Linked DNA regions of Gossypium hirsutum: region 2 is linked to region 1. Evidence: chromatin contacts called from public Hi-C data. All regions are on one chromosome and are shown on one strand. The core of a region is the stretch at or near the end of the contact, and the rest is flanking DNA. Distances in the headings are between cores, read along the strand shown.

Region 1 (3,842 bases), core at 704-3,203:
AGATATATTTTCAATGTCATATATATATATACATGATATTTATACAATTCACAAACACAACATTTAATTCAAGCATATAAATATACACTATTTAGTTACACGAACTTACCTCGACAAATGTTCGTGTACGTAAAATCTACTAATCCGAAATTTTCCTCTTTTCCTCATTCTAGCTCCGAATTTGGTCTGTCCAGATCTATATGAGTAAATTTAACATCAAATTCAAACATCTTATATTCATTTGGAATCAATTTACATCCTCGATAAAATTACTATTTTGCCCCTAACTTTTCCATAAATTCCAGTTGTCCCTAGGCTCGGAAAATGAAATTTGTGCAATTTACTCCCTATTCCAAGCCTAACCGAAATTTCAATGTAGAATTTACAGCACATATTTTCTATAAAATTTAGAATTTTTTCTTTAATTTTCACAACTTTACATTTTAGTACCTAAACCATATTTTCATCAAAAATCACTTTGTAAAAATTATTTATCTATCAACAACCTTTCATTTTCTACCATAAATTTTAAATTTTTAGCATATTCATTCATAACCTGATTTCCATAAAATGTAGAATTTACAGCACATATTTTCTATCAAATTTAGAATTTTTCTTCAATTTTCACAACTTTACATTTTAGTACCTAAATCATGTTTTCATCAAAAATCACTTTGTAAAAGTTGTTTATCTATCAACAACTTTTCGTTTTCTACCATAAATTTTAAATTTTCAGCATATTCATCTATAACCTAATTTCCATACTTTGATAACTTTTCAAATTAATCCCCCAAATAGATAGATTAAGCTATCCCGATTTCAAAAATATCAAAATTACTAAAAACAGGACAAGAAAACTTACCCAATTTGGCCAAGAAAATTTCTTCTCTCTCTCCTAGGGTTTCCATGGAATATTTTGAGGAAGAAGATGATAAAAATGATTTTTATTTCTATTTAATTAATTTATCATCTTTAATAATTTTGATTTCTGATTTAGTCCTTAGCCTTTTTCTAATTTTCCATGGATGAATCATCCAAAAATATCTACTAACTTTTTATTAATGGCCTAATTACCATATAAGGACCTCAAGTTTCAAATTCCATAGCTATTTAATCTTCTAGCCACTAGAATTCAACTTTTGCATTTTATGCGATTTGGTCTTTCCCGTAATTAAGAACATTATCGGTAAAATTTTCTTATCAAAATTTTCACATAACATTTCTAACATAATATGGACCATGTAATAAAATAAAAATAAATTTTATTTTCGACTCGAATTTGTGATTCCGAAAGCATTATTCTGATTTCACTAAAATAGGTTGTTACAAACATCAGGGTCAGCACTATGAAAGGTGGTAACAGACTGAGCCAACCTGCCATAGAGTCACTCAAAGAAAATTTGGAAGAATTTTTAATTTAATATTATTCCCTTTCTCATGAGGGATTTTATTAATTTTCCTAGTGGCCTGAAAACTCCCTTCTTTACCCTCAATTATTTTCCCCGTATTCCAAGTCTTGCTAGCACCAGAATTTTGCAGTGGGGCCTTTTCCAAATTGACACCATCAGGTGATCCTTTTTCTTTAAAAGAAACAACAATATGCTCAGTGGGACTTAAGTCATCAGAATAATTGATAACCTGCACTTCAATCGACTTTGGCACCGAAGAAGCAGGTTTGGGAGTCAAAGCAGAATCCACATTTAAATTCGCCCCCTGGTCAACAAAAATAGGATTAGGACACGAAATATTAATGGGTGTTGAATTAAAATTAGAAGAATGTGTTTTATAAAAAACATTTCCATCCGTAGTCTTAAGAACAGAAACAGATGAGGACTTAGAAGAACTCCCTAGGTCTGTCGAAATATGGCTTGCGTTTGTGCAGATTGGGCCCACTCTATTAATGGCTTGGGACAGATTAATTCTGTTAGGATCGTTTATTTGCTTGCTAAAAGATGGATCTTCAGCTCCAATAACTGAAACCCCCACATCAGAAGACCAGCCCACTGACCCATTAACTCCTTGGTCAGCCAAAGGTAAATTAATAGACTCAACACCCCAAATTATCTCCTCCAAGCCGCATACTATTATTAAAATTAGGGCTACCCCGATATTTATGTCTTTGTTCTTCAACAAAATCTCCAGCCTTCAATCTCCCCTGAAAAGCGGCCAACTCTCCCTCAGCTCCCTTATTATGCTCTTTTTCCAAATCCTCCAAACCTTCCATATTAGCCGAAGCACCAAAATGGGAACCCAATTTGCCTTTTCCCTTAATATCCGCTCTAATTAGAATATCACTCCGAGGGTTTTGCTGATTTTTCCTCTCAACCACCATCCATGGTCTGTAATCCAAGAATTTTCCTCTTTTCCTCGTCTCCGTCGAAGTACCATTCTCCTGCTCCTTCTCTAGGCCAGAATCTGATTGCATCAAAGCACATAATTCCTTGGTATGGCCGTACTTCCCGCAAGAGAAGCAAATGGTCGGCAACGCTTCATATTAGACTCTCTGATTTCTGCCGTTCACGAGGGCTCGAGCAATCAAATGCTTGTCCAAGTTGATGCAGACAGCCATCCTGGCGAACCGGCCTCTAATCCTGCTATCGGTATTGAAATCCAACCGAACTAATTTCCTAATCGTACCTCCAATTTCTTCAATAATTTTCTTCTTGTATAAAAAACCTGGAAGACCTGGTAACCTTATCCATGCCAACACCATGCTCGGGTAAGGTTGTAAGGGGCTGAAATTTTTTGTCTAGGCTTGAACTATCAAATATTGACCATAAATCAGCCAAGGCCCTTGCGATAATACTTTAGTATAATCATCCGTGGATTGAAATTTAGCCAGATAATATCCATTCTAAATGTCTATGAGATGGAATGGCTTGGTAGGATTTCAAAGGCTACTAATTTGATTATTAAGGGCCCCGTACCCTATGTTTCTTCCAAGTAGTTTAATGACTACCGTGAGTTACATTTGTTGGAACAGTATTTTTTGAATCCTTTATGAGAAATCAATGTCAGGAATTCCTTTGACGATAGATCTGTGGATGTCTCATTCTATAAATTCAAGATCATCATCAGCATCGACACTAGGAGAACCCAACTCTTCTTTATCAATCGCTTCAGGATTAATCCCAGAAGTTTATCCTTCCAGGATATCTTTGGACTCGATCCAGATTCAACCATCACGTCAGTATCTTCCTCACCATTTCCTTCTTTAAAACAGCCTTTCTTTGTATTATGGTCCACATCCGCCCGAGACCCATCACCATCATCTATTACCAGACGAGAAGAATTGTTGCCAGAGTTCAGAGAGAATTATTCCATTTTACTCATGTTCTGAGCCCAATGTTTTTTCAATACAATTCCTATTATTTCCAATACCCCATAAATTAAAACAATACCCATCAAATCAGTTCGATCAAAATTTATAACCGTACCATTAAAATCAATTTCAGTTCATGTAAAATAAAATCAGACATTATTCTAAAATTCTACTGTAAACAAGCTTAAGAAACAATAAATAAATAAATAATACTTAATGAACCAAAAAAAATATTACCGAAAAGAAAATTAGAATTGCAAATCGCAATCTATTTCTGAATCCAAAACCAAATAAAAAAAATAGCAGCTCAAGCCACTAAATCTAAATAATCATAGAAGATAATTATAAATCAAATCAAATTTTTTAACCATAATGGATGAATAATAATTCACAAAAGACAAAATCAATAATTGAAAGTAGAAATTTCGTGGGTTTGGTCAACAATAATTTCAATTTCAAAGGAAAACTTAAAGTTTCGACGTATCAACCCTATATTTTGTGAAATTTCTATTTTAAACCT
Region 2 (3,901 bases), core at 537-3,036, 270 kb before region 1:
TCTTCGAAACAGTTTTCCATACGGTGGCCCTCTCCATTGCTCTTTGATACCAAGGCTTCCTATGGAAAATCAAGCAAAACTATAGCATCAAATCTTGAGCAAGACTTTTTTTGGAAAAACTGTTGAGGATGAAGACCAAAACGCCAAAATCGTAAAAAAGCCAATATCAAAACCACAATCAACTTTATAATTACTACTACGTATATCAAAGGAAAAGTTAAATTCATGCTTCTTTTTGGATACTTTCATATTCACTATACATATATATAGACATATATATATATTAAAATAATGTTGCTTCAATTTTTTTTTCCTTTTTGAAGTAACCATGCTCCGTAGATATTCAGATATCAGTATGGAATATGACCTCGAAGACCCTGTTAATGTCAGTCAAACTTAAAAAAAGTTTTTGAATATATATATTTATTCTTAGCTCGATTGGCATGGGTATTGTTGTTTATGCAAGAGGACATAAGTTTAAATATACTGAAGCGCATTATTTTCTTATTATTTATGAGTTGGGAAAGAGTTATGAATAATTCTAGATATTATGTCAAATAAAATAGATATGATCAGATCCTATAAAGATAAAATCTCGACAGTTTCTTAATTAGTGTTAAGAGAGATTATAGGTGTTAGATCAAAATTAGGACAATATCAATATACATTAGAATTGTTACTTGAACAAGACACCCTCTAGGACAATATATCTTCTTATATTTTCAGATTGCAACTTTTATTTTTTTTATTTTTTTATTTTTTGTAAAAAATAAATTGTAAATGATCTTAGCAACGATTTTTGGACGATCAAATGCATACTTTCTGATCAGGGTTTATGTATTTTCTTTTTGGTATTAAGGGTCTATGCTGTTCTTTAGTTACAAATTTACTATCTATATCTACACTTACTGTATAAATATCTCCTGAGTTGACGTCACCAATTAAATAAGTGAAAAAAATTAATATACCTTTTTTTTTTTTAATGATAATTAATATCATACCTAGTGTCGCATGATTTAGTATAAATATTACATAATGGATTTCAGGTAGGCAAGATTGGATTGGAATTTCTTACACAAGCCATAAGGCTCAAACCATTGACTTAACTTAGCTTATTGGATCAAATCAAGTAAAGATATAGGCCCACTAAGCAAAGCACTTAGTGGACAAATGTGCAAAAGAAAACTGCTGAGTCTGCAGATTTTGAACATTTCTTACTCAAATCAAAACTGCATGAAAATCAGGGGCATTTTAACTAACACCCTTGTATGCAAACTTGCCGAGCTGATCTCAACAAGTTTTCAAAATCAATTCAATTTGGGTAGAATTGGCAACACCATTCCTATCTATTCTATGAGCAACATTGTTCACAGCAAAAACAGACAATCGATACTAAAACAGGTGATAATTCATGAGAAATGTTTGAATTGATCCGAGCAATGTAGCAGCATTCGGATTACATGCAGAAAAGGAAAAAAGAAAGAGAGAAAAAGGTTTACCTTGTGTGAGAGTTCTTAGGATCTTGCATGAACAAAGCAAGGTGAAGAGCGATGAATGAAAGAGGTGAGCAAAGATGAGAAAACAGGGAATTTTCATCTGTGTGTTGAAAGAGAAAGAGGTGAAAAATACAAAAAAATAAAATAAAGGCTTTTTGGCCTTCAAGTTGAAGGGATGAGTCTGAAAGGCATGGGAGAGTTGGTAATGTGATGTGCCCTTCTTTTCTTTTCTTTATTACGAACACTCTTTGCTTTTCATTTGGCAGCCATGATTTCAACTGATTTCTTTCTCTTTTTCTTAAGAGAGAGAATCTCAATTTTTAAAGGCAAAGTTTCATTGTGACTACTTTTTAATGCAATTACTCTATTACCCCTTCATGCCACTTTACAACCTTGTAAAATTTGTGCTCCCTCTATTTTTAATATTTTTCGTCAAAATTTGTCAAATTAACATTATGACAATAGATGTATTGACAAAAAATAAACATATTAAATTAATAAATTTGACAGAAATTAATAATATATATAATGATTGAATTAAAAATTTTAAATTAGAACAGTAGGAGGATTGAATTTTTTAACCTTTAAAGTATAAGGACTAAATCTGAAATCCTGCATAAGTACAAGGACTAATATGACATTTTGACCCACGTCATATCAAGTTAAAGTTTGGATTGTGATCGAATTTTAAGACGAACATTGTATATTTACGTATAAAGGAGCTCTTAATTTTAATTTCTTTATGATTACAAGTGTTCTAATTTATAATATTGAAATATTATTCTTTTGATCCTTTACATTTGAAAACATTTTACGATCTAAAGTCAGTAAATGGTATACTTTAATCATTTTTAACCTTTTAACAAAATGGAATACTTATATTTTTGATCCCTCTCAAAAATTAATAATTTAATTTAAACTATTTTCATATAACTTTTTTTTTAGTTTTGATCGGATCACAGATAAAACAATTTCATATTAATCCAAAAGTGGGTTGTAAAGTAAATCATAATTATAAAGGAAGGGAGCATTCAGTATAATCATGTATAATTATAGCAAGTGAGAGATTGTTTTAGTTGAAGACATGCATGCATGGCCTTTGTTACCAGAAAACATAAATCAACTCTTTTTGGTTAGGTTTCATATTTCAACCTAACTATGAATTTTAGCAAATTGAGATCAACTATTTTCCAAGTTGAAGACCAATAATTTTGTTGTTTCCTTTCCATATTTCTTTTACATAAACAATGATTAAATATCCCAATTTTATTATTTTAAGTTCTAATTAACCGACCTACTATTAATATTATAAAAATAAAAAAATCAAATTTGAATATAATAAAAAATAATTAAAATGGATATTTATAGACAAAATAATAGACTTTTTTTATTATTTATTTATCATGTTCACTCTATGATTTATTTTTGAGATTCATAAGTACTATTTTCAACTACATTATCCCTCAAATTTAAACATGTATTTTTCCTTACTACTGCTTTTATAGTGTTGGTATGGATTTGACTTTGATTAGCCTTTTCATAGCAGTCTTTAATGGAGTATATATTGTAATATTGTAAAAGTATGAGCCTTAAAATTGAGATAAATTTTTATATGCCTAAAATCCACCAAAATGGTGGGCTTTGTTCTTTTATGGTAAGTAGTATATAGGTATTATATTATTAATTGTACTTTGTGAATAAGATATAGATTAATGTTAGAATGGACGGCCATGGCATCATGATTCAAATGTGGGTGGTGTTATATCAGAAACTCCAAAAGCTGCTGCAAAAGGGAGACATTATGATTGGGGATGTCTGGATTAATTACACATTCTCTTTCTACATCTTTCTTTATCAAACTCCATTAATTTATCTATCATTTTCTCATGCAAAATTGATCTATTATGTTCCAAAGAAGAATAATGTAATAGATTCATGTTGAAGTCAAAATTTGATGTGGAGGTGGCCATAAAATTATAAAATTTTAATATTAAAGTTTTGATTAAATCAAGGCACAAAGGAGAGCTTTACATGATGGAGTGGAGTGGAGTAGTTACTGGTTTCAATTATATATATTTCCATTATCACATTGAGTTGATACCCATAAAAGAGAAATGGAAAGCATTTTTCATTTATGTGTAGAGGGGGATATGATATGATATGATCTTTCCATAAGACTGACAAAATTTCTTTTTTACAGGGTCAAAAGATACAACTCTCACTCATCTTTTGCTTTTCTTTTTTCTACAATATTTGTAGACCCGCCTTTCAAATCGTTTTCTACTAAGACCACCCCCACCATGGAAGAAAAAAGTTAGTAGTCTTGGGAAGCTTTACTGAACTTAATAAAGTGAAAATGTCAATCTAATATTATTATTTGTTAACAAAAATTAGATATTATTGAT

Evidence for each region. A called contact is a pair of places that touch in the nucleus more often than the background predicts.
Region 2: a contact with region 1 is called in a Hi-C map of leaf, with 2.4 times the contacts expected there. The contact joins the promoter of LOC107896785 here to the enhancer-like site in region 1. A contact is called at or near these places in 7 of 34 Hi-C or Micro-C datasets (callus, leaf, petal and 1 more).

Annotation. Positions count from the first base shown.
Region 1 is chrA10:81,446,717-81,450,558 of Gossypium_hirsutum_v2.1, reverse strand. No RefSeq gene overlaps it. Among protein-coding and RNA genes, the nearest start is that of LOC107896791, 39 kb to the right of the region's middle. Within about 2 kb of position 1,953, at least 9 of the 9 cell types and tissues checked have an H3K27ac peak or open chromatin away from gene starts, as enhancers often do. A contact at or near this core is called in leaf, where this site is marked.
Region 2 is chrA10:81,720,442-81,724,342 of Gossypium_hirsutum_v2.1, reverse strand. It overlaps LOC107896785, which reads right to left and starts at 1,786. Exons shown (of 2, transcript XM_016822055.2): 1 at 1,500-1,786; 2 at 1-59. The coding sequence starts at 1,528.